7 separate regions of the Mus musculus genome follow, and regions 1, 3, 4, 5, 6 and 7 are each linked to region 2. The links are chromatin contacts, called in public HiCAR-type, Micro-C and promoter capture Hi-C maps. All regions are on one chromosome and are shown on one strand. The core of a region is the stretch at or near the end of the contact, and the rest is flanking DNA. Distances in the headings are between cores, read along the strand shown.

The links. Promoter capture Hi-C pulls out the DNA fragments that hold promoters and counts their contacts. Hi-C and Micro-C count contacts between places; a contact is called where the count stands out from the background. HiCAR-type assays count read pairs that join an accessible place to other places. Capture Hi-C pulls out chosen DNA fragments and counts their contacts.
Region 1: a promoter capture Hi-C map of the 3T3-L1 cell line shows a contact between it and region 2, with 4 times the contacts expected there. The contact joins the enhancer-like site here to the promoter of Gli2 in region 2. A contact is called at or near these places in 2 of 39 promoter capture datasets (the 3T3-L1 cell line and liver).
Region 3: a HiCAR-type map of astrocytes shows a contact between it and region 2, with 2.4 times the contacts expected there. The contact joins the promoter of Sctr here to the promoter of Gli2 in region 2. A contact is called at or near these places in 5 of 39 promoter capture datasets (the C10 cell line, cranial neural crest, hippocampal neurons and 1 more) and 1 of 115 datasets of contacts at active chromatin or transcription factors (astrocytes).
Region 4: a contact with region 2 is called in a HiCAR-type map of astrocytes, with 2.5 times the contacts expected there. The contact joins the promoter of Epb41l5 here to the promoter of Gli2 in region 2. A contact is called at or near these places in 4 of 39 promoter capture datasets (the 3T3-L1 cell line, 3T3-L1-derived adipocytes, frontonasal cranial neural crest and 1 more), 1 of 484 Hi-C or Micro-C datasets (embryonic stem cells) and 1 of 115 datasets of contacts at active chromatin or transcription factors (astrocytes).
Region 5: a Micro-C map of embryonic stem cells shows a contact between it and region 2, with 3 times the contacts expected there. The contact joins the promoter of Ptpn4 here to the promoter of Gli2 in region 2. A contact is called at or near these places in 1 of 39 promoter capture datasets (cranial neural crest), 2 of 484 Hi-C or Micro-C datasets (both in embryonic stem cells) and 1 of 115 datasets of contacts at active chromatin or transcription factors (astrocytes).
Region 6: a contact with region 2 is called in a promoter capture Hi-C map of adipose tissue, with 4 times the contacts expected there. The contact joins the promoter of Tmem177 here to the promoter of Gli2 in region 2. A contact is called at or near these places in 2 of 39 promoter capture datasets (the 3T3-L1 cell line and embryonic stem cells), 1 of 115 datasets of contacts at active chromatin or transcription factors (embryonic forebrain) and 2 of 9 other capture datasets (adipose tissue and embryonic stem cells).
Region 7: a promoter capture Hi-C map of embryonic stem cells shows a contact between it and region 2. The contact joins the promoter of Tsn here to the promoter of Gli2 in region 2. A contact is called at or near these places in 4 of 39 promoter capture datasets (embryonic stem cells, hippocampal neurons, liver and 1 more) and 2 of 115 datasets of contacts at active chromatin or transcription factors (the NIH/3T3 cell line and embryonic stem cells).

The regions. Positions count from the first base shown.
Region 1 is chr1:119,818,858-119,822,642 of GRCm38.p6, reverse strand. All of the region lies in intron 1 of Ptpn4 (protein tyrosine phosphatase, non-receptor type 4), which reads left to right. Among named protein-coding and RNA genes, the nearest start is that of Ptpn4, 16 kb to the left of the region's middle. Within about 2 kb of position 2,237, at least 8 of the 459 cell types and tissues checked have an H3K27ac peak or open chromatin away from gene starts, as enhancers often do.
Region 2 is chr1:119,051,783-119,055,302 of GRCm38.p6, reverse strand. Gli2 (GLI-Kruppel family member GLI2) reads left to right here and starts at 1,684. Exons shown (of 14, transcript NM_001081125.1): 1 at 1,684-2,001.
Region 3 is chr1:120,005,653-120,009,178 of GRCm38.p6, reverse strand. It overlaps Sctr (secretin receptor), which reads right to left and starts at 2,199. Exons shown (of 14, transcript NM_001012322.2): 1 at 1,848-2,199. The coding sequence starts at 1,922. It also overlaps a transcript of Cfap221 not described here.
Region 4 is chr1:119,646,917-119,650,765 of GRCm38.p6, reverse strand. Epb41l5 (erythrocyte membrane protein band 4.1 like 5) reads left to right here and starts at 1,766. Exons shown (of 25, transcript NM_145506.4): 1 at 1,766-1,981.
Region 5 is chr1:119,835,318-119,839,263 of GRCm38.p6, reverse strand. It overlaps Ptpn4 (protein tyrosine phosphatase, non-receptor type 4), which reads left to right and starts at 2,193. Exons shown (of 27, transcript NM_019933.2): 1 at 2,193-2,362.
Region 6 is chr1:119,911,830-119,915,414 of GRCm38.p6, reverse strand. It overlaps Tmem177 (transmembrane protein 177), which reads left to right and starts at 2,232. Exons shown (of 2, transcript NM_175106.4): 1 at 2,232-2,282. The region is part of intron 2 of Gm28209 (a long non-coding RNA gene); the gene reads right to left.
Region 7 is chr1:118,309,985-118,313,391 of GRCm38.p6, reverse strand. Tsn (translin) reads left to right here and starts at 2,046. Exons shown (of 6, transcript NM_011650.4): 1 at 2,046-2,391. The coding sequence starts at 2,326.

The sequences.
Region 1 (3,785 bases), core at 988-3,487, 770 kb before region 2:
TGCAACTATGTGACTATGTGTATGCCTGATGCCTACAGAGGCCAGAAGAGAACTTTGGATCTCTTGAAACTGCAGTTGTGACCTACCATGTGAGTATTGGAAAACAGACACTGGTCCTCTAGAAGCCATCTCTCCAGGCCCCTCCTTGCAGGAATGTTTTATCAGCTCTGGTTAAGAATATTAAGTTTAACAGTTACTAGGATTGTTTCATTCCCTTGTTGTAGTTGTATTACCAGTTACACAGTTAGATTTGTTTATTCAGTTTTTGAAAGAATAGACTTTTAAACAGTTTGGCATTAGAAATGATTTAGTTTTAGAACTAGGTTATGCAGAGATACTGTAGTCTTGCAGTTCATGTAGTCCTGGACTGTCCAGTGGGTAAGCATTAACCAGAAGTGACAGCTTGAAATTCATTAAAAACCATTTGAGGCTGAGGGTATCTCTCTTTGTGCTGGAGCCTTTGAGTTCATATGTAAGACCCAGGATTCAGTCCTCAGTACTCATTAAAAGACAAATCCATAAGCCATATTTACCACATTTTAACTGTTTAGTCATATTCATTCTATTCCCTTAACAGAGGAAGAAATCATAGCTCAGAAAAATGGAGTGGCTGTCTCAAGGAAGCTGTGTTTGTTAAAATTTAGGATATTATCTCAGTGGCTTTCCAAGCATTCTAAATGTTTTTGTTGTTACTAAAAAGGAATGACCTCTGCAGCTGCTTTTAAAGCTCTCCTACAACATAGTAACTTCAGAATATCTATCTATCTATCTATCTATCTATCTATCTATCTATCTATCTATCTATCTATCTATCTATCTATCTTCAAGACAGGGTTTCTCTGTATAGCCTTGACTGTCCTAGAACTCTATCTATCTATCTATCTATCTATCTATCTATCTATCTATCTATCTATCTATCTACTATTTTCAAGACAGGGTTTCTCTGTATAGTCTTGACTGTCCTAGAACTCACTCTGTAGACCAGGCTGGCCTTGAACTCAGAAATCCGCCTGCCTCTGCCTCCCAAGTGCTGGGATCAAAGGCGTGCCCCACCACTGCCCGGCTCAGAATATTTATTTTAAGAACTAATAATTGGTATAATGGATGCCCTGTTTTTGCTGCCTCCTTCATTCATTTGTGCAACAAAAACATTTTTTGTTGTTGTACAATGACTTACTTAGGAAGTCAATTTAGGAACTTTTTTGTTGTTTTTAACCAGGAGGAAAAAGCTGGCCCCCTGTAATTCCCTCCCCCAACTTCCAACACATAGGAGCAGTGAGTTCTTTATATCTTAGTTTAACTTTTTTTTTTTTTTTTTTTTTTTTTTGAGACAGGTTCTCTGTTAAACCCTGGCTAATGTGGCTGGTTTGAAACTTGTTAATTTCTAGGCTGGCCTTAAACTCAGAGATCTACTTGCTTCTGCCTTTCAAGTACTAGGATTAAAGATGTTTGCCACCAATTTAGGCTAACCTCTTAATATGTAAATAGAAATGATTTCATTTCTGTTCTCAGTTTTCTAGTAGTGTTGAAATAGATTATACAATGGATCAAATAGTAGATTCTTCCATGGGTGACAGAAAAACACATTAAGAATGATTTTAGCTTGCAGAAGTAGAAGTCATTAAGATATGGTGATTAAGTAGGTCTGTATTCAAGTGCCTCTCCTAATTTTGCTTGTACAATCTTGGGCCAGTCACCTAATCCTTCTAGCTGTCATGCCTAACCTTTTAGCTTTTCAACAGTGTTCTCATCTCAAAGTATATGCTTGAGAACTGTGCACAAGACTCACACACTCACACACTCACACACACACACACACACACACACACACACTCACACACTCTCTCACATACACACTCACACACACACTCTCACATACACACACACACACTCACACACTCACACACACACACACACTCACACACACACACTCACACACACACTCACACACTCTCACACACACACTCACACACACACACACTCACACACACACTCACACACACACTCTCACACACACTCACACACACACTCTCACATACACACTCACACACACACACACACACACTCTCACACACACACACTCACACACACACACTCACACACATGTAAAATAATAACAAAAAACAAAACCCTCAAGGTTGTAAGTTTACAGTTTCGTTTTTGTTTTTTACATCTGTGTGTGCAGTTGCCTTTAAAGACCTCCCAGGAGAGCCATGGCCTGGAGCAAACTGCTGCAGCCAAGGGGACGGACGTTCTCTACTGCATCTAGTTGCCAACTTAGTGAATACCAGCAAGAGCAATACTTTAGGCCACTGCGAAATCCATGAAGTCCATGGTGGGGCACAGGCCTGCATAGCACAGTGTGGGTGGGGATCCCCTAGCAGCCCTCAGGTTACATGAACCTACAGATCCATATGTCATCTAGATGGCATCCATGCACCACCTAAGTTTACAGTTTGTGTTGGGTAGCATTCATAACTACCCTTAGCCATGGGTGCCTGTAGGCTGCTAGTTGAACATCTTTGCATCTGCAAAGAGATAAAAATAGTGAACTATCACTGTTTTAAGAATGAAGTGATAGAAATAAAGTATTCTAGTTAGTATCTAAAAAGCAATGTCAACACTTAGTGACATGAAGCAATCGCCATTTTATGATTTCTAGATTCGATGTGTGAGGAATTCTAATGTAACAGGGCCCAGGAATGATTGTTGTTTACTTTTCTACAATATAATATATGCTTACTGGGCTAGGAATACTGGGGAGTCAGAATGCTTGGGGAATAGAGGGACCCTTTCCAGGCATGCTTGTTTATGTGTCTCATGACACAAGCATAGGCTATAGATTGGAGCTCTTATTCATGAACTTGTGGCAGAGGGAGGGAGATATGCTAGCTGAGTTTTGAGAGAAGTGTCCTTAGAATGAGTAGTCCAAGAAAATCAGATAGAATATAAAGCCTCTGATGGTCTTAGAAGTCATTAAGGCATTTTCTTCAATACTAGCAAGTAACCAGTCTTCTGTCTGCAAGGCAAGCTTTATTCCTAACCCCTCCAAATTATTTCTAAAGTACTTTATATTGGTTAGCTAATATATGAGCTATAGGAGATGCCATGCTTTGAATAATTCTTGAACCACAGGTTACTTAGTTGATTAAATAAACAAATTAATCTTTGGCATCTGATAGATTGATTTCAGCCTTTAGTGGCTGGAACACTAGCTACTGCATTTTCTAGCCATGTAAAGTTGTCAGGGTTATGCCCCCTCTTTTTTCATCTTTAGAAATAAAGTTAATATCTCTCTATGACCATTTATAAGAACAGGTTGACAGTAAGTAGGTATGCATACTATATATATAAAATCTTTCAGGTCGAGTGTTAAAGCTCAGTAGATATATGTACCAGAAACTTGTTATGTTAAAGGCTAGTACTGAATAGGTATGCATACTATGTATATCTTTCAGGTCCAGTTTTAAAGCTCAGTATATGTGTGTGTGTGTGTGTGTGTGTGTGTGTGTGTGTGTAGCAGAAACTTATGTTTAAGACTAGTACTGAATATTAATTTAAATATTTATTTATTTGAGACAGTCTATCATGGAGCTTAGGTTGGCCTTTAGCTGGTTTTATAGTTCAGTAGAACCTAGCATTTCTGATTCTCCTGCTTCTACTTCCCAAGTATGGGGATTAGAGGCTTGGACTATCATGCCAAGTTCATAATTTAGGTACTGAAGTTTTAAAAGTAGCATGCTGCCCCCTAGGGACAACACAGTATTTAATCAATTGTGGAAATT
Region 2 (3,520 bases), core at 435-2,934:
CTCTGACTGCTGCCAGAGGACTGTGACCTCACACCCTGTCCCACAAAATCAATATGTGGAATATAAACTTTAAATGTAAAACTCAGGGTCTTGGAAGTGGACCTCGGAAGGAGAGTATCCATAGCATTTGGAATGCCTTGGGCTATTTCATAAAATAGATACTGACTTGCAGAAACAAATAAAGCTAAGGGAGAGCCCACGGTGTAAACTGTGCCGTCCACCAACAGTGATCCAATCAGTGAGTAACATGGGCTGAGAAGGAGCTTTCTCTAAGGCAGGGTGGAATTGGTCTGGAGGCTTGGTTCTCTTGCTTTGAGAAGGAGGGGCTCGAAAGAGATGTGACCAACATTCTCAACAGGACACCTCTATTTAAATGGACCGACCTTAGATTATTGTGGGCAAGTTTCTAAGCGTCCTCAGGCATCAGTCACTCCACCTTTAAAAGGAGGATACCCTATGGCAGGCTAAGCAATACAAAGGAACTAGACCTCAGGAAGAAATATAAAGAAGTCCCGCGGGCAGCTTTCTAAGAGCAGAGCCCAGGAGAGGAAGCTGAGTCCCATGGCTTGGGAGGGCACGGCCATTTGCTGCCTGCTTGCTTCTTGGAGTGGACAGTTCTGGACTGTATGGAAAGCCGGGGCTACTTAAGCAAATGCTTTCATGAACAGCCTCATCTACACTTTGGCCTGCAACTTCGGTGAGCCTAATTCTTCCTTCTCCCTCTGATTACTTCCATCTGGCTGCAGCAGCTTCAATGGAGTCTCCGGGATTAAAAAAAAAAGAGAAAAAAAAGAAAAAGAAAAAGAAAAAGAAAGAAAGAAAGAAAGAAAGAAAGAAAGAAAGAAAGAAAGAAAGAAAGAAAGACCCCTCTCACTGCAAAACATAAGCAGCAAGCCTAAGGTTGGCGTCACTTGTCGCCGGCGTGCTCTCAGATGGCGGCGTGAGCGAGCCATGGCGAGGGGCGCCTGGGACCCCGGGCACCTGCACTAGCTGCCCGGGCGACGAGGGCCTGCGTGAATCCAGTCTTGCTTCCCAACCCACGTGTCTTCCTTCTGCTACGGCGCACAGAGGATCCGGGAGTTTTGGGAACAACCAGCGGAGGGCTGAGGGGGTTGGGAAGAAAGGGGGAGTTCAGATATTGAAACCAGCAGTCGCAGCGCCCGAGCTCCGGAGCTCATCTGACTTGAGTTAGCAACCCCCCAACCCGGCGCCTTAGAAAAAGTGTTTGAGACTGGCGTGTGCTCCTGTAGCTGGAACTTTCTGGTAGGGGTGCTTTATTTCCTCCGAACTGGGTTGGAAGAATCTGCGATAGTCCCAGCTCTTCTCCTCCAGAGTGGCGTCTGGGTCGTCACCCCCCACCCCCACTCCCTAACTCCTGGGTTCTCTGGTCCCCCGCTGGAACTTTCCGAAGGGGTGCTTTCCTTGCTGGAGCTGAGGTGGGGGAGAGTCTGTGTTCGCCCGCTGGCAATCCCCCTCCAGGGTGGTGTCCCCCCACCCCCAGCCTCAGAGGCAGGGTGCACGCGGCGGGGCGGGCAAGCTAAGGACGCGACGATCAGGGTTTGCCCAAGCTCAGCGCGCGGGGGCGCTGCGCCATCCCAGAGACGCTGATGGATTGCATGAGTGCCGGCGTTCGCCAGCCGAGGCAGCACGGCTCCGCGGACTTTTTTTCAAACTCCTCTCATCAATGAGACTTCGAGGAGGAGCGGGAGGCGGCGGCGGCGGCTACAGAGGACGCGGAGGAAGGCGAGGAGGAGCCAGAGGAAGGAGCACGGGTCGTGCGTAGCATCGCAGCCGCCCGGAGCTGCTGGCCTGGTGTCCTTAGGGACTGCCCGAGTCCCCCGCCCGCCTTGGTCCCCTCCTCTGCCTGGCCAGCCCCGCCCCGGCAGCCGGAGCCCCCGCACTCGGCAGCCCCACTCCAGCCAAGTTGGGATGGGGCCCTGCAACCACTGCCCGGCGCCCGAGAGGCCACCTGCATGCTAGAGGCAAACTTTTGTCTCCTCGGTAAAGTTGCATTGGCCTTCCCACCCTTCCTTTTTTCTTTTCTTTCTTTCTTTCTTTTTTTTTTTTTCCTCCCCTTACTCTTGGTGGCGAAGCACTTCCTAGCCTGGCCAGCTTCGGCTGAGATGCTGTGGCGGTCTTGGAGTGTCTCTCATCCGTTTACCGGAATCGAGATCGTGACACTGATTTTAGGGGGGCCGGCTAAAGAAGGCAACCCTGATTAGTGCCCTGGTCCAGCAGCGGCAGGGCTTAAGGAGGATCTTGGGGATCAGAACTCGTGGCCGGGGTCGATTTTATTACCACAGCCCTCCACTTGAGGGGAAGTGCTTCTTGTTCTTGGGTTGCTCGGGTAGGCCGGTCTTTGACCGGTGGTACCGCTTGGAGCCTGGAACTGTTTGGGGGCGACGTGGGGGCTGGGGTGCGCCGAAGCTCCCTTAGATGGGCAGCTGGGAGCGCGCCTGTGGGACTGTGCGGTGTGCTGCAACCGCCGCCGGCCACTTGGAAACTTGCAACTCTACTTCTCCGCGCTGCGAGTCCGCGTCCAGGAGCCAGTCTTTTCTTTCTTCCTTCTTTCCCTCTCGTTGAACCCTGTTGCCCCTTCCCTCCGCCGCCAGTCTCTGGACCTCGGTTCTGGCTTCCTTACCTTTCTCTCTTATCCTAGGTCTCCAGATCCCCTTGACTTCCAGAATGGATCCACGCGTAATCCTTCGCCGAGGGATCGGTTCCCCCTACTCCTCGCTTTCATCCTAGCCCCCACTTAACACCCCCCAAGCAATCTCTCAACAAGTATATTTGCTGAGGAATTTGAAAAATCCACTACTGCAACTTGATCTGTGTGTGATGGATGAGGAGCGGCGCGGACAGAGTTGGGCGCCAATCCTATTAAGGGTTTAGAGAGAGGGGAGCGTTTTTTTTCCTCCGGGATTGGGGGTGGGGGGAGGGACCGTGTGCTTGAGTGAGTTCGAGAGGGCTCCCGCCGCGCCGGGAGCTGGAAGTCCACCCAACTGGGCTCCTTTTCAGCCCGGCAGCAATTGCTCTCATTTCCTAGGAAACCTGACTTTTAGAGCTTGAGGACACTAAGGATGGAGCCCTTGCGCTTCACCTCGAGTGACCTGGCTACAGAGACGCAAGGAGTTTGTGGGGATCCCCCAGGGCGCCTCTCCTTCCAGGCTTTGTGTGTGTGTCTGTGTGTGTAACTGTCCTGTGATTCCCAGAGCCGATCCCAGTTGGAGCAGGGGTAGGAGAGACTTCTCTTGGTAGTCTCATCCTTCAGAGACTGGGAAGGGATGGGTTCTGTACCTCTCTGTTCCCCAGCTGGGGCATCCTTCATCTTGCTGTTCGGTGGCCGCACGATGTCCTGGGCCCCTTGCCCCTCCGCCCTCGCTGGGCGTGTAAAGGTTTAATCCCCACAGCTTCAGATAAAGGGAACAGTTGTAAAACGCTCATATGCTGTTTGCAGACGAGGCTCTGGGGGATGTTGGAGAATTTGAAAGTAAACGTTTCCCTCGCAAGCGGCATAAAA
Region 3 (3,526 bases), core at 950-3,449, 950 kb before region 2:
GACATTAAAACCATAAGCCATACTAGCCAGAGCTAGGGAAGTGGAGACAGGAGACTCCCCAGCTCTTACTGACCAGTCTGTCTGTTGTACTTGGTGAGTCCCAGGGCAGGGAGAGGCCTGGCGTCAAGAAACCAGGGTGGCTAGCACATGAGGAATAAAAGCCAGAAGAGGCTCTCCAGCCTCCACATGCATATCCAGGCTCCTGCACACACAAATTAGCTGTATGGAGCAAACCAGCAGAGGTGATGCACTCAGTTTCTTATGGTAAACCCCTTCAGCAGTCACTGTTTTCGGTTTCCACTTGCAAAAGAACTTTCTGAAACCTCCCCTGTAGGAAGAGGCGAAGACGGGGGCTAGGACCACACACGTCAGTTTTAGTGGTCTCTTTGGAAGACACCTATGATGTCCCTCTGAGGGAATGCCAAAAGGAAGGAAGAAATTGTCTTTATTATCCTCGAATCTCAAAATCCAACAGCCAAGCACTCAGAGTCAAAGGAGCGAAAGGAAAAGTTGCAGAAGCTGGGAAATAGTCCAACAAAGTAGGCCCTTCCACCCTCATTTATTAAAGGCGTTTTCTACCACAATCCTCAAGAGATAGAATCACAGGTCTGGATAAGCCCACACAATAACCAGAGGCCCACGTGAAGCCTTTCTCCTAGGGATGTCCACACTGCCCATGTGTGTGTTAGTGACATGCAAATACAAGGTGTACAAGGAACAGAACAAACCTCAGGCAGGCCAGACCCCACCCCCTCCTTCCAAAGTGAGGAGTCTAAAGATCTGGGCACTAGTCCCAGCCTGGCTCCTAACATGCTGATCAAAAGCAGGTCTCCCACTGAGGGCTTTGATCGGCTGTAAAATGAGGGACTTGAACAGACATACACAAGCAGCCGTCTCAGGTGCAGTGAAGACTTGAACCAAGCAAAGCCTCAGTTTCCCCATCCGTTTATTCCCGAGATCATCACCTTTGAGACACAAATGTAAGCTGAACCTGCTCCTGCCTCCCTGGCACAGAACAAAAATGTCCCAGGAAACGGGAAACAATGTTTTTGACCCAGATGGCAGCTCCAGGATCCATTCCCTGTGGTAACCCTGGAGTCCAACCCGGCAGCTTTGACCTTCTTCCCAGTTCTTCCCATCCTGCCAGCCTCAGTGCAGCCTGTCTCTCACTCAGATATCCCAGGGGAAAGTTCCCAGAAGTTTCTATGGGAAAGCAACACAAACCACTACCCGCCTGGCCTCTCTCTCCCCTTCCTCCAACCTTCTTCCTCTCCTACCCGAGTTTGTTGCGACCTACTGCTCCCAAGACGGGCAGACTTTAGAAAGTCAGTCCCTCCAGGTCACAGAGGGCTGAAATGATCCCACACAGATGGAAAAACTAAAATTTCCCATCTGCACAACGGAGCACGTGAAAAAACAAAAAACCGCTACTAGCCTGAACAATGTGGTTCTGGCTTTATTCTGACAGTAAGCCTTTCCCGCCCCCTTTCTGAGCCTTGGCCGGTGCCTGAGACCACGGGTCTCAAAAGGGAACGAGGGTGTTTTGACAAAACCCTAGAGTGCAAATGTCTAGCACGCATCGTTGCCGGGGCGGCTACAGAATTGTCTTCTGGAAAGAAGTGAGTTTAGCGGCGGGAAGGGATGAGCGAAGGTGAGGGGAGTGAGCCTCACACAGAGCCCTTGAAGTTTTTGCCTTTGGAGAGAAGAGGGCTCCGTCAGAGTGGACGATAGTATGTTAAGGGAAGAGAGATCGGCTGCTCCCCGTAACTCCTAGGGCCGGATAGAGGACCGTGGACTGGTCCGTGGGGTCCACATCCGGGGGCGCGGGGACGGGGCGGGGTACTCACAGGGTGCGCTGCATTGATGAGCAGCAGCAGCCACAGCAGAAGCAGTGACAGCCGGGGGCTCATGGTGCTGAGCATGCTCCGCCCACTGTTGATCCCCTTTGTGCTCTGGCCTCTTCAGGAGCTGGGTGTCCGTCTCTGTGTCCAGCTCAGCGTCCTGCATGTCGTCCAGGACCCTGGGCGACCCCCAAGCCCAGAGAAGCCATGGCTGGACCTACCCAATCCGACCAGACCCACAGCCAGGCTAGGGACTGCTGCTCCCTGAAGGAGGTGGCAAGACTGTTAACTAACCTGCAGTGCCTATTGATAAAGACTGGACGACAGCTCGCGACTCCACCCTGCAGGGAATAGCAGGGAGGGGTTGGGGGGCGGCACAGAGCTGGAAGGGAGGAGAGAGGAGGAGGGACCCTAGACACCCGCATAGAGGCAGCTGCAACCTCCCTCCTTCCCTTCCAATCCAGAAAGTACTTTCTCTGGAGGACTTAAGTCACGTGCCTTCAGCAGTGACAAGGTAGGCAACACCTTTTCTTTTCTTTTCTTTTCTTTTCTTTTCTTTTCTTTTCTTTTCTTATCCTCGATTGAGACATGGTCTCACTATATAAGCCAGGCTTACTTTGAACTCTCAGACCTCCTGCCTCAATTTTCCTAACCCTGGGATTACAGATGTGGTCTCCTACACCATTTCCCAGGCTGACTTTTATACAAACAGAATTAAGTCTACCTCAACTTGGTCCTACAGAACACTCTTGTTCCTTAGCTTCCAGTGATTTTTCTAGCATTAGAGTCACCACACCCAGCGCATGCAGAGCTAGAGATCAAACCCAAGGCTTCCGCCGACAGCCCAACAAACAGCACTGCTCTGTGTGAGAGGAGATGGTGGAGACTGTGGTGGCCGCTATGCTATGGGAAAATACCGTTCTGTACATTCTCCAAGTTTCAACGTCACCCTCCCTGGGAAAGAGAGGGACCATTCTTTTATGTCAATGGCCTCTTTAGTTCTAATTCAGTGCCCCAGTCACACAGTAGCAGAAAGTGGGACATTAAACCAAAGTCCCAACCATCAGAACCCTAGATATTCAATATGTCCTTCCAATGGTGTTTTAAAGGTCATCCTGAGGAGGGGAGAGGCTGTGCTTGGCTTTGGGGTAAGTTATATCAATACTTCCTGTGTGCACGCCTGTGTGGAGGTGTGTGTAGAGATTAAGGATCGGCAGTGAACGTTCTTCCTCCGTCACTCCTCCCTTACCTTTTGAGGCAAGGTCTCTCAGTGAACTTGAAGCTCATTACTTGGCTACACCTCTGGCCACTGAGCCCTAGGGGTCCTCCTCTCTCTGCCTCCCCAGTGCCAGGATAGCTAGTGCTCACACACTGCTATGCCTGGCTTTTTATAAGGTCCTCACACTGGCACGGCAAGCACTTTACAGACTGAGCCAATTTCCTGGCCCTCTTGTAGACACACTTAGCATCTCACGGAGGCAGGTTTCAAGGTTAGACACAAATCTTCAGAAAATGAAAATTTCGTCAAATGCCGAAGGGAAAGAAGTCTCCCTCCTTCCCCTTTCTTTCGGCATATCCTTCAGGATACTTTGCCTCTTTACAGCATGTGCAAATCTAAAACTATCAACAAGCCCCCAGCCAGCTTTGAATCCCAGTACCCTCTCCAATTCCTTCTAGACCTTATT
Region 4 (3,849 bases), core at 517-3,016, 600 kb before region 2:
CAGCAGAAATGATGCTGGTTTCCTGGTATGGTGATTTGAGTTTTTAATCTCTCCACCACAAGGCTGTATGGATAGAGCTGTGTGTAGTACTCAGCTGTTGCTCCTTTGGCCCCAGCTGAGGTGCCACACTGGTAACTGACAATAATCTAGCAACGCCATGGGGACAGAAGGAGCAGTTGGTACAGGCACGGACAGTGCCAAATCCCCGGAAACTGTATTCTGGTTTCAGTGAGCTGCAGCCTCCCTTTATACACGCTAATTTTCAGGCAAGATCCCATAAAACCCTTGTTCCAGACCTTCTGCTCTTCTTGCTCTTAGTGTCACTAGGGCCCTTGCGTAGCTCCACACAGTCCTTTGCCCTTGCTCTTTATGTCCTTCCCGGATGTCTACTGGGCTCTTTCCTCACCTACTTTAAGTCTGAAGTCATTGTCACTGCCCTAAGAGCCTTCCTCCCTGCTTATATTGCAACCCTTCATTCCCAGACCCCACACCCACTGCTATTTTCTAGGTGTTTACTAACCGCCAGTCAGACATGTTTTGAACCAAGGACTTTATGCACTCTACCAACTGAGCTATACCCTACAGCATTTTCTTTTTCCTTCTGAGATGGTGTTAGGTAGACTGGCCTCCAATTCCTGGGCTTAAGTGATCTTTCTGCCTCAAAGGCTATAGGCACAAGGAGGACAGGTACACTCTCCCATACAGGCTAAACCATGAAATAACTTGTTTAATTATGACAGAACCTCTCAATGTGGCCAGTGCTGGCCCTGAACTCACTACTCAGCCCCCAAGGGGCTTTTACTGCTGGGATTGCCTTGAGGGACTCCTGTCTTTCTTCTTTATCTGCCTTATCTCCAGGGTCTACAGAGCTGTAGGCATTTTGATAAACTATCTGAAGAATGAATGAATGGAATGTCGCCCTGCCACTTAGGGCCTCCATTCTGTGACCACAGTGCCTGGAGCATCAGTCTGTTATTTCCCTTTCCCAGCAGCGTTCTCTCCAGGGCTCTCATCACCACTTGACACATAGTTGTTCTCTTTCTCCATTACAGACTAAAGGTTGCTTTAATCTCTAGGATTTGGGGGGAGGGAGCAAGGAAACATTTAAATAAATGCTGGATCAATTAATAAACAACTGTGTAAGAGAAAACATACTAGACTACATTAAAAATAGGAAAATACTCATTTTTGCTGTGCCAGGGATTGGATCCTGGGCCTGGTATGTGCTAGTCTAACACCCTACCACTGAACTGTATCTTAAACCCAACGTTTCATTTTCAAATCATATTACCAGGAAGGTGAAAAATTCAAAACATAAACCAAGCGCCATGGAGATGCTCAGTGTGGGTAAAAGTGCTTCATTCCAAATGTGAAGGCCAGAGTCTGGTCCCCTGTGCCCACATGATACTCCTGCAAGTTGTTCTCAGACAGGGACTGTGGCATATCTTTCCCTGACCCATACATATACGCACAGAAAAAAATAATCTTTTTTAAAAGACAGGATTTCACTAGGTAGTCCTGGCTGACCTGTAACTAAGTAGCTGTGGCTGGACTCGAACTCACAGAAATCCACCTGCCTCTGCCTCTGCCTCTGCCTCTGCCTCTGCCTCTGCCTCTGCCTCTGGAGTATTGGGATTAAAGGTGAACTGCCTTTCTGTATTTCTATAGTCCCATCTGGTGTTGCCAGCTTAAATTCAGGTCTCAGGAGGCCGATTTCCGGGGCGGTGCCATTGCCCCTTTAAGAGCGGAGCGTCCCGCCCTTCGGGGGGCGGACCTTGGATGGGGCTTTAAGGGGCGTGCCCTCGGGCGGCCGGGGTCCTCCGGGGATTAGCGCAGGGTGGGCTCGCGCCTTGCGCCGCCATTTCTCGGTGTCTCTGGAGACCCGTCCTCTCCTCTAGCCGGCTGGGCATCTCTCTCCGAGGGTCGCGCGTCCCAGTCGCAGTGGTCTCCGTCGCTTCACGGTGTTCACCCCCGAGTACAGGTAAGAGTTTGGCCTCGGGTGTCCAGTTGGCCCTGCTCACTGAGCCGAGGCTCTCGACCGTGCCGGGTGGGCGGCCCGGCTCCCCGGGCGACGCCGCGGGCTGGGAGGGGAGTGGCGGCGACGGCCAATGGGGCTGGGCGCTGAGTTTCGGGCGATACCGCGCGGTGGCCGCTGAGGGCCGGGCGCGTCGCCGGGGTCTCGCGCGTTGTTGGGGGGAAACTCTGGTCACCCCTGACCTCCCCGTAGCTGTGGGATTAGGGGAAGGTCGCCTCGAGTGTCACTTCGCCGGGATTGTGGGCAGACATCGGTGAGACAGGACGTGCCAGCTAGCTCCCGGTCGAGTGAAACTTGGGAAGCGTACGAGGCAGGTGCGTTCCCGGGAACCGCCAAGGCCGAGGGCGCTCCCCGCCCCCACGCGTGGCGCGCGTCCGGTAATGATGGGTTCTCCTGTGGGTAGAAGATAATTGTGTCCATCTCTGGTTACTGTAGTCTCCCGGGTTCTGCTTTAAGAGCGAGAAGGCTCCAGGCTCCGAAGTTGTTTAGCAATAGTTCAAAATTACTAGTAATGGTTTTTTTTTTTTCCCTTAAGAATTGGAGATAAGCCCACCAAGAAATTATGAATGTAATTCACAACTCCGCTCACCCCAGATGCACTGAGCTGAGGCACTGAGCACTGCTAACTGCAGTGGGTAACTTGTATGTGTCTAAATGAACACTTTGGGATCATTATTTTCTTTTTCTTCCCAACCCCCACTTCGTTCTTCTTCTAATTCTTTTTCTCTCTTTCTTCCTTTCCTTTCCTTCTTTTCTTTTCTTTTCTTTTCTTTCGATACTGGGAACCAAACCCGGGTTCTGGAACGCTAGGCTGAACTAAATCTAAATGCTCACACCTGTTTTTTTCTTTTCTTGTTGTTGTTGTTCTTGTTAGGATAACTTGTTTGGGCAGCGATGTGCGCAATGTTCCTGTGTTTAGTTTCTTAGTTACAGTTTCTTTTGCGGGAGTAACTGGGATGAAAGATACTGATAACTTTAGGACATTTTCTATAGTTTTCAATATTACTGTTTTTTTTTTTTTTTAAAAAATCACTAGCTTGGCTGTAGATACCCTATGGTGTAAAGCATGGATACCCAGGGTTCAATCCCCAGCACTGCAACAGGAAGAGCCAAAAGGGAGGCGCAGTTGACACTTGCAATTGGCAAGTCAGTATGTATGAACTTGGAGTGGTGGAAAAGTGGCTCTTGGCTAAATAGGAAATGTATCACTTCAGTTTGCATTTCTGTGATTGAAAAGAAAACTTACTCGTTGAAAACTCAGAAATTAAAGTTATTAGAAGACTTGTAACTCCAAACCCCATATTTCCAGTTGCTTTTAGAGACCCTGTCTCCCCATGCAGCCCAAGCTAGCTTGGAATTTGAGATAGATAGATAGATAGATAGACCCTGTCTCCCCATGCAGCCCAAGCTAGCTTGGAACTTGAGATAAATATATATACATATATATATATATAGAGAGAGGGGGGGGAGAGAGAGAGGAGAGAGAGAGGGAGAGAGAGAGAGAATATGAGAGAGAGAGAGCACGCTCTCTCTCTCTCCCTCTCCTAGATTAGCTTGGAACCAATTCTGCTTCTGCCTTCCAGGGGCTGGAGCTGTTTTGTGAGTCTCTTTTATTATCGTCTTTTAGAATTTGTGCATAGATATCTATATACATATAGATACCTAGATCTCTCTATATAGATATCTAGATATCGATCTCTATATATATTCCATTTTCTAATGTATCATTTTGCTCTATCACATTAGTTTTCTTATTGATCGTCTAATATGTAATATGTATCATAGCAACTTTGCCATGATAGCTGTTTGGTCAG
Region 5 (3,946 bases), core at 944-3,443, 780 kb before region 2:
GAAATCATTACTTGGTGCTTGACTCTGGCGAATTCTCTTTGAACTTTTGTTCAAGGACGAATGAATGCTGACCCAGGTGAGATAAGAAGCATTTTAGCAATGCCACAAACAAAGGATTTCAAAACGGAGAGCTGGAGGAAAGAATACAGACTTAGGGAAGAACGAGTGAGCACCGCCTGGAGCTGTCCTGTCTCACTTGGGTTCTGAGACAGGGTATCATGGAGCACAGGCTGGCCTGAGACTTTCTGTGTAGTTAAGGATGTTCTTGAACTCTTAATCCTCCTGCCTCAGCCTCCTATGTGGTCAAGTGTCCATCACCAGCTGGACAAGAAAGAGTAGGAGCAGAATGAGAATGAGAAGAAATTAATTTAAATTATTGTCTTCCACAGTTTTGAACAGATTTTCCTTATCGGTAAAATCATTTTGTCAACATGGAGAAAAGCAGCTTTGTAGCATGTGGGTGTTGGGCACTGAGGACCTTGTACATATACTGGGCAAGTGCTCTCTCCTGAGGCCTTTGAACAAACCAACTATTTATATATCTATCTATTTATCTATTTTGGTTTTTCAAGACAAGGCTTCTCTGTCTAGCCTTGGCTGTCCTGGAACTTGCTCTGTATATCAAGTTGGCCTGGAACTCACAGAAATCCACCTTCCCCTGCCTCCCAAATGGCAGAATTAAAGGCATTCATCACTACCACCAGGAAAAACATTTTTTATAAATAAGGTCTCTAGTGACAGAGATTGAGATTAAGATCTAACAAGAACCCTGGCCACAGAAAAGGGCACCCCCCCCACCCCCAAGTGGGTAAAAACGTCAAGGACTTTTGAGGTGGGTCAAAGGATAAAGGAAAGGAATTGGCTGCCAAGTCTGGCTCAATCCTTGCGACCCACATAGGATTACCAACTCTCAAACCTTGTCCTCTGATAGACAGACAGACACACAGACAGATGGACACACATATTTTAGGTGTATACAAAATAAAGAAATGTAAAACAAACAAACAAACAAACAAAAACGAAAAACAAGCAAAGAGGAAATGTGAGGGTCCTCCCAACTTACCCTTCCTTCATTTGATCCTAGTTGAGGTCACCTATTCTATAGGAATGTTCTATCATCATCAAGTTTGTATTACCCAGAAAATATTAAGGGTATACCCTCCTCAAGGTCATGGCATGATAATACCAACCCTCATTCTTAAAATGATTGAACGACTTTGATTTAAAAAGCAGTGTTCCTTGCACACAGAAAGCACCTATCCTTTGTTTTATCCATGAAACGTCTTTTGCTTAGGCTTTGTTTTCAAGGGCCTTATGTTTAGGAGAACTGATTGAAAACTGCACTTCAAAGCCTATACCCTCTATTAGCACTTAGTTGGGACAACCTGATGCCAGGAGGTCGAGTTTCCCCACTCTGTGCTATTGCCCCTCTTTTGTGTCCCTAGAGTCCGTCAGTAAGTACATCTTAGAAGAGGGAGGAGGGGCAGAACTGACAGTCAAGGAACCAATCGCTGCCTGGCGATGGGGTGTGGACACAGAGCCACGCCCTCCCCTCCCAACCCGCTAAATCCCGTCTCTCTCGCACCTGTGAGTACCAGTGCTTCTAGGCAGGCGCCCGCGCTCCGAAACCGGGTAGGAGGCGGGAAGGAGGCGGAGCAGAGGGCGTGGCTTCACCTCTCGCGAGACCGCCTCCTGTTGCCGAGGCCGCCGTTCCGGGGCTCTGACTGGTCGGGGGCTGCGCAGCCGCCATGTTCGGTTGCTATGCTGCGGCCTCGGAGACGGGGTGTGCTTGAGAGAGGAGGAGGAGACGGAGGAGGCGGTGGAGGCGAGGGAGGAGGAGGAAGGAGAGGAGGAGGAGAAGGAGGAGGAGGGTGACCGAGGCTCTCCTTTGCACTCTCACACAGAGCCGCCTCCCTGGAGTCACCCGCCGCTTCACGCCGCGCGCGCTTCCCTGCTCCGCGGACGCGACATTGTTCTTTTAAGACTCCCGGGAGCTGTCAGAAATCGGGGCTCCGGGACTTGAAAGAGACTTGACTTCGGCCCGCAGCTTGCGGGGACCGCGGCACTTTCGGGGCGCGTGTGAAGGGATTAGCTCATCTCGCCGCGAGGTGCGAGCGCGCGCCTCCCCGCGCACGCCAGCCCCGCCGCAGCCCCGCAGGATGACGGGGTGCAGGCGGCCCGCGGCCGTGGCGCGGCCGCTGTGGCGGCGGCTGTTCTCGGGACGCTGAGGGCGAGCACCTCGACGCGGACCACGCGCTTCTTTCACCCGGCCGCGAGCCCGGGGCCTCCTGCCTTTTTGTATTTGGATTCCCCCCCCCCCCCCCCTTTCTCCAGCCGGGAGGACGCGGCTGTGATAACGAAGGTAAGAGAGGCGCTTGGGGCGGTCCTTCGCTCGGCCTGTTTGGGCCCCCTTTGCAGGTCGTGGGCGCGCACCTGAAGCTCGCCGAGCCGGGCGGCCAGACTACCCGATCGACTTCCCTTTTCTTAGTGGGTCGGAGCACTCGAATCTTCCTGGGGTTTATAGTTGAAATCTGCTAGGGATGAGTGCACGGGAGAAGGGGTGGAATAGATGCGGAGATGAAATGTTCCTAAACTCAAGGTAAGGCTGGAGAATCTTCAGTATTTCATTTGTGGGATTCTTTTTTCTAATTGTTAATGTTAGGTTAATTGACTCATATAAGCATCTTTATTTTTTTTCCGCACGCGGTAGGAACACACGCTATCTTCCATTGAACTTGAAAGTCTCTTGTGACTTGCTAGTATTATACTTGCTTTTAGGAATCAGTAGTTGGGCCCAAAAAGTTGAGATGTAGAACATCTGAACTTAGATTTTTCATGCTGCTTTGGAATCGTCCCTACCTTCATGATGTTTAGATTCAGCGTGAGTATGTAGTCAAGAACAGATCGGTGTTTGTGGGGTTTTGTAAAATGTTAAGCACAGTCATTTGTGGCTTTCTGGCTTTACATTTTTGTTTCGGTGTCAATGTTTGTTTTATAGTTACTTACAGGAAAAATGGAGCGTATGATTATCCTTTGTGGACAGGAACTGTGCTTACCAAAGCGTAGACACCTCAATTGTCCCAGGACGATTTCTGGAAATCAGTTCAATCAGAGATTCAAGAAAAGCTAGATGTGTGTGTGTGTGTGTGTGTGTGTGTGTGTGTGTGTGTGTGTGTGTAGGTAGTTAAATGCATGTATGGATGCATTTGCTGGGGTTTCTAAAGTAATGGAACAATTTACAGTTTCAATGATAATCCATATCGATGTTTCCCTGAAACTTATGTCAGAGACTTTATGTTTGGCTTTGCATCACAGAGTGACATCAGTGTGGACAAGGACTACGTAGGGGGTTTTAAAAACTGCCTGTTCCAGGAGGACTAGTCATACCTAACTTTTGGAATAAGCAATTCAAGAAATACTGAGTGTGTGACCAGATCTTGGGTCCAGATGAAATAACACAGTTATTTGGTCACATTTAAAAGATGGCTGTGGAGGAAAAACAAGAAAAGCTAATGTATCTGACTTGTAAAGTCAGACTAGAAGACTGGAAGGGCAAATATGGCAGCCTTTTGAGAACCCTGGGTTTGTGAACAAACATAAGTGTGTCAAAGGGGAAAACTTGTTTTCCAAAACGGGAGGGATGACCTTAAACAATTATTCAGAGTACCTAGTAGACTATAACCTAGATATATTATTTAAATCTTGAATTTGAGGATTACAAATTTAATACTCTTTTAAAGAAAAAGCCAGTTTACAAGGAGAAGCTTATGAGCTGTCTAGAACCATTTTATTCACTCATACGATCAGTCATGCCACCTTTTTTGTCAGAATACATTTCTGCTCCAATTAACACAGAAGCTATTTTTGTGTCTCTTCACATTTTTATGGCATTCTTATCTTTGTTCATATTTTGTCATAGCACATGTGCATGAATGTGATCTTGATT
Region 6 (3,585 bases), core at 983-3,482, 860 kb before region 2:
TTCTCTCTCCAGCATCCATTAACTTGCCCATAGGTTCTCTCAGAGGGGTGAGGCCTCCCAAGGACCTCCCTGCTCCATGACAGATATTGACCAGTCCAATGCATCTGGCCAGGAGTCACAGCTGCTGTTATGGCTCCGACTTTACCCCTTACTGTAGAGATGCAACAAAGAGCACAGTAGTCTTGATATCTGGACCACCAGCTAGTCAATGACCACCATAATCTTTACACCCTGTTTCTCGGACTTAACTGGCCATCCATTGTTCCACATACCTCATATTGATGGGCTGTTTGTTAGTCCCTTCCACAGCTAACATCATGCCTAACATGACCACAACAACAGTCTGGTCTAAGGAAGAGCTCTCTCCCTCCCCCGGGCCATAGCTAAGGGTGGTAAGAGCTTCACCGAGACCCAGGAGTTCAGTTCTTAATGCTGAAAAAGCAAAGCACTCAGCCTGGGGCATTGGTGTTTTCCTGGCTCTGGATTAAGACTCAGGTCAGAACTTTTGCATTGATCCTCTTGCTCTGGGGGCTTCAGGGTTTGACCAGTGCTAGGCCGTAAGCAATCCTGGCTGTTCAACTATCTGAGAGTAGAGCTTGGGTCTTTGGCCTTCTTAGTTGTATGGACTATTGAGATCTGCCTGTCTCTGCCTCCCAAGTGTTGGGGTTAAAGATCCGGGCCCCCATGGCCATGGAACCAATGCTTTTTATTAAACTTCTTCGCACATACTCTCACACTCCAGGTTCTCGTTCCCTGGAGAATCTGAGTAATACTGGGGGTAAGTGTGTTTTAAAGGACCAACTAAGCTGGGGAGGGGGTGGTGGCTGGTGGTGGCTGTGGTGTGGGCCTTTAATCCCAGCACCCAGGATGTAGAGGCAGGTGGACCTCTGAGTTTGAGGTCAGACTGGTCTACAGAATGAGTTCCAGGACAGCCACAGCTACATAGAGAAATCATATCTTAAAAACCAAACCAAACCAAACCAAAACATCAACTAAGTTCACCCAAAGTGTGGTTTGAGATGTCTCAGGAAATTTGATTTTCAAAACAAAAAAGGAAATTGTGAGATATAAATAAGGAAGATAATCTGTAAGGTGTGTGGATTAATTGAAAGTTGACTATAAACCAAGTAGAATAATATCTTTATACAGAAATTCCTGGATGTATTAAGGTAATATTTGTAAACAGACTTTATGCTTAAAGATATGAGATAGCTCTAACCTACTGAATAGTAATGAAAACACTAGCAATGGTGAGTATTATTTTAACACCCAAAGCCCCTGGGCACTGTTTTTTTAGAAAACTCCTCAGACTATTAATGAGATGGCTGAAGTGGTAAAGTGACTGCCACAAAAGCATGCAGACTTGAGCTCAGTCCTCAGCAGCCACATAAAAACAAACAAAACCAAAAACCTGGCTGTTAATGGTGTATGATTGTAATCCCAGCCCTGGGGAGACAGAAGCAGGCAGACCCCTGGGGCTCACTTGATCAGGCTGGCTACCTTAATTGCTGAACCCCAGATGCCAGTGAGATAACCCTATCTCCAAAAACGGGTCAGCTGTCTCCTGAGGAGCAACATCCAAGTTCACCTATAAATGAATGAGCGCACATTTGTGTATCCACGCATCTACCATTTGTTGGGTGTGCCTTCTAGTAAGTACTTATTACTTAACTCTAATATGGTCTACACCACACTTCTTTTCTTGTATTGTTTTGTTTTGTTTTTCGAGACAGGGTTTCTCTGTATAGCCCTGGCTGTCCTGGAACTCACTTTGTAGACCAGGCTGGCCTCAAACTCAGAAATCCGCCTGCCTCTGCCTCCGGAGTGCTGGAATTAAAGGCGTGTGCCACCACACCCGGCTTTAGACCACAATTCTTGCTGGTCTCACAAGGTCACTTGACCTTCGGAATGCAGCGGTCACTGGCAGCAATTCCAGACCTTTCTGTCCTCGCTTTTCTCATTAAGCTTAGCTCTCCTCCCAGCGTACTGCACAGATACCTATTCGGCGCTACAGAAATCCGGGCCAGCAGGTCTCTATCTTGGCTCCGAAGGGCGCCGCGACACGGCTGAATTGGATAACAAAGTCCTCAAACTGCTCCACCTCGCCCTGAATAAGACCTTAGAGAGCAGACCTCAGGACCAGAACAGAAGCGCTGCTCCAAGCCCCGCCCACAACGCCCGTTCCGCCCACAAAGGCCCCGCCCACAAAGGCCCCCAGACCGGCGTGCTTTGCGCCTGCTCAGTCCGGCGCGGGAGCGGCGTGTTCTAAGGTTGCTACCGAGGTAAGCTCTCCTCTTGGCTGTGAGTTCTCTTATGTCCAGCTTCCGGGTTCAGTCATGTTCCGGTTGTTGGAAGCAGCCCGGTATGTGTCAGGGCGGAATCACATTGAGAGCTCTTCTAAAGCCAGAGCCTACACCTGCTTCTAGGCCAACTGCGAGACTCAGAGGCCGACCCGGGAGAGGTTGTTTTTGTTTTTGTTTTTTGTTTTTTTTTTTGTTCCCTTCCAAGGACCCTGTCTTTTCTAGCCTCAGTTTCCTCTTGGAAAGAATGAGTTAAATGAGTGATACAGAACCCTACGTTTTGTTTACAGTAGTACATTGCTAATCAAACGCTTCGCGGAGATAGGAATAAAGTGAAATTTCATCCAAAGAGAAATAACAGTCATAGTGACATAATCACAGACGAAATAAGGTGCCCAGAATATTCAAAAGTGCGCCTGTGAGACTTTGTCTCAAAAAAAAAACCACCACCAATTAACTTTAAAAACAATATTAACTTTGCTAATGAGTGAGGTGGATGGTCTGTTTGGTCTGTTTGTGTATATATAATAGATAACATTTTTAAGGTGAACAGCTTGCTATGAATCTCTAACGGCCCGTGATCAAATACCGAACCTTTGCTATCAGTGGTTAGCCTGCCAAGAAAAGTGTCTCATGAGGAATGACCTGAACAACAGGAGTTTATTTTTTCTTAGTTCCAGAGCTGGAGGTCCAAGACTCAGGTGTGGCCAAGCTAGGCTCCCTGGGTATTTCAGCAAGGCTAACAAATGGCCATCTTACCCCTGGATCTTCATGTGGTATTTTTTCTGTATGTGTCCGGATCTGAGCTCGAAAGCAGTGAGATCTGAGTATTGCTATCCCACGAACCTTCCGTTTCTATTTCAATGATAGGCCGAAGCTCCAAATACAGCCACCTCGTAAGATAATGGAAATGTGGCTCAACCATGGGAGCTTGGTGGAAGTAGGGACACTAGGCAGCATGTGACACTGCCACTTGTGGTTTTGGCCAATAAACCTGTCCAGCTGCATCCCTTTTCACAGCTGGAAATAAACTGTTGTGGTATGGGCTCTGAAGTATGATTTTTTTTTTCTTAGACTGACTGAATCCAGTGAATTCTCTGTGTCCTCAGACTCTATATTTGGTGATACCACCAGCTACATATCAAAAAATGTTTTGGAAGGAAAATTTGTATCTGTACTGAACATGGCTTTATTTTCTGGCCTTTAATTCCTAAGCAATATAGCATCACAAATTACAAATGTAGTGTTTGCATTGTAATAGGTTCTGTAATAACAAATACTAAGC
Region 7 (3,407 bases), core at 797-3,296, 740 kb after region 2:
CTGAACTTGGGTTTTTGGAAACTTTCTCAAAAGGTACTTGAAGAAAATGGCAGCCATGGAAATTTGGTCAAATGATGACTTAAAGCAGACCCTGGTGGTCCATGCTTGTCATCCCAGCATTGGGGAAGTGGAGGCAGGAAGATCGGGAGGTTCATGGCTGTCCTTAGCTTCGTAATGAGTTAAACACTAGCCTAGTTAAGACCCTAATTAATAAAAAACAAGGAAGTGGCCACTCCAAGGTATGGTTGAGAAGGGTTTATTGTAGATATGAAGCTGACAACAAGAGGAGAGAGAGGTGGGAGAGTGAGAGAGGAACAGAAGAGGAGGTGCAAGGACTGGGAGATGAAGAGAGTGTGTAGCCACATTTTTTTTTTTTTTTATAGGGAGGAGAAAGTAGGGGAAGAGAAGCTGAAGCCCAGGCCCTGGGAGAGGTTTGGGGTAGGGGGCTGGTGAGAAGTGTTGGGAGGAGCCAAAGGTTCTGAGATGTGTTTCTTTGAGATCTAACATATTCTTTACCAAAACAAAACAGAAGAACACAAAAGAAGGGATTGGCTGTTGGAATAGAAAAGCTTTAAGATCAAAAGAATCCCTTCTCCCATGCTTAGCAAGGTATCTAAATTCTAAATTCCAGTGAAAGGTAAAGGGCACTTACAATATTCTTTCAAAAAAAAAAAAAAAGCCCACAAGCCTGGCAGTGGTGGCACATGCCTTTAATCCCAGCACTTGGGAGGCTGAGGCAGGCAGATTTCTGAGTTCGAGCTGAGGCAGGCAGATTTCTGAGTTCGAGGCCAGCCTGGTCTACAGAGTGAGTTCCAGTACAGCCAGGGCTACACAGAGAAACCCTTTCTCGACCCCCCCCCCCAAAGAATATTTCTTACTAAGTTATGAGGAAACTGGGTCCAGAACATGATCAAAAACAGTTCCTGTACAAGTGGGTGTCTTGGCTAGTTCCTGCTCCTTCAAAGAATGGTTCTTTTGTAGTTAAAATAGATTTTCTGGGCTGGGGGAGAGTATGAGACTGTCCATCAAAGATTACACATTTATTTACTTGGTGTGTGTGTGAGTGTAGTGTGTGTGTTTGAAGAGGACAACTTGTGGGAGTTGGTTCTTTCCTTCCATCAGACTGTCAGTCTTGGTGACAAACCTTTAACTGCTAAAGTTTGTCAATCTCTCCCTTTCGATGGTTAAGAGCCCTCACGCCACCACAGACGATACTCTTTCAAAGAAATAACAGGAAGTACTCCATCCAAGCTCATTCAGAAAGTGCACTCGGTGATCAGGTGGAGAAGCAGCTGGCAGGAGCTACAAGGTGAACTCTGGCCTCTTCAAGACTGCTCAAGACCAGAGAGATCTTCATGATACTCATTGGGAGGATAGGATAGCTGTGAGGCAGATCATGTACAAGGACTTCAAAGCCCTGAAGCACGTTCATAGCTGAAGTGTAGTCCCTGGTTGAAGGTTACAGTAACACGCTTTTCTTTTCTTTTCTTTTTTTTTTTTTTGGTAGATTTATTTATTTTATGCATATGAGTACATTGCATTTCAGACACACCAGAAGACGGCATTAGTTCCCATTATGGATGGTTGAGAGCCAACATGTGGTTGCTGGGAATTGAACTCAGGACCTCTGGAAGAGCAGTCGATGCTCTTAACCGCTGAGCCATCTCTCCAGACCCGAAGATAATATTTTTATTCATTAATATTTATTTAGATTATAGTCTTTTATTATTTTTCATTTATCGGATTACATTCTCTCGCCATTCTTCCCCATTCAGTTTATGCATGCTCTTTGTTGAGCAGACAGAAGTATAACTTCCCTCCCTTGCTTGAAGTACACAGATAACATGGATAAGCAAACCGCGCCACTCGCTGGCCCCGCCTTCTACGAGCCAAGTGTCCCTAAGGACCCCCCCCCCGCCCCCCCAACCGGCTGTTTTCCTAGATGCCTATCTGCGAATCCCCACCTCCTTAATTGGAGCTGCCTATCAGCCGGCCTACGGCCACGGGCCACTGAAGCCCCTACGTAGGGCTGTTTCCGGAGATGCCTACGTGCGGGCGGCAGGCGAGGCTCGGCCCTGCCGTCGGGATTCTGGGCAAGAGCGCGGCACGGGACTGTGCGCGCGGCGCTTCAGGCATTGCGGCGGGCAGCCCGGGCTCCGGTGCGCCGCGGGTGTGGGAAGACCCCGGCGCCAGCCTTGGCGCAAGGGCTAGTGGACGCGGCAGTGGCGACGGCGACGGGCGTTGCGAGCGAGTCCGCTACTTGTTTGTGGGTCGTACTTCTTCGGCGGTGCTCCGGTGCTGACTGATTGTAGGGCAGCCAGCGCCATGTCTGTGAGCGAGATCTTCGTGGAGCTGCAGGGCTTTTTGGCTGCCGAGCAGGACATCCGAGAGGCGAGCCCCCTTCCTCCCCATCTCCTTTTTTTCTTTTCCTAGCCAGGCTGGTCCAGTTGGCCTGGTCCTGCTCGGTCTCTCGTTTTCAGGCCCGATGGGTTTAGGTTAGGCCGCCTCTTGGTTCCGGATTCGACTTCTCAGCGTCATGTACCTCTTAGAATATCACCTTTCCTAGTTCAGTATTCCAGTCCCAGGCTCGGTTAACGCCCGTGGCTAACCAGCACATCTTTTCTATATTGGCTGCTGGTATTTTTTTTTTTTTAAATAGCACTTGCGGTCTTTCTTTAAGCAAAAAGCTCTTCTGTAGCTTCTCATCCCGCATAAAAAATTTAAAAAAAATCTAGATTCTCCGGTGGCTCACAAGGTCTCTTTCCCCGCTCTCCTTTTATTTACACTCGTTACTGTGTGTGTGTTTAAGTTAACTTTTTATTCGTCTAATGCTCCAGATATTGCTCTGTCTGAGGACCCTTGGTTGTATTATCTGCTTTTGCTGGAATTAGTTTATTTTCTGCTCTCTGGCTGTTTTCCTTTTGCGCGTGAGACAGGATCTTGATGTGTAGTAGCCTTGGGTGACCTCGAACTCGAACCTGTAGCCTTCAGCGTTTTCAGTGCTGAAATTAACACGTGCAAAATTTATAGTCCTTATTTTGACTGCTTTTCTGTTAGCTCCTAAAATCGTGAGAAATTGAGAAAAAAAAACCCATTTATCCGTCCTATTGCTAGAAGGAGTTGCTTGCGTCTCTGATGTTTGCATAATGCCCATAACTAAATGTGCTCAGAGAATGTGTGCAAAATGAATGAATGAAAATCAGTCACCACTTTGTATTTAAGTTTTTGTTCTATAGAGAACATTTACATTGTCAGTTATTCATTTATATAGTGTCTCAGTTGGGTTCTTGAGCAGGTGGCTATTTTTCTTTCACGGCTACTTGTAGAATTTGAGGCTTTTTTAGCAGCTCCTTGAGTTGTGACAAGAAGAAATTACTGGAAGAGTTTGGATTCACACCTGAAGAATC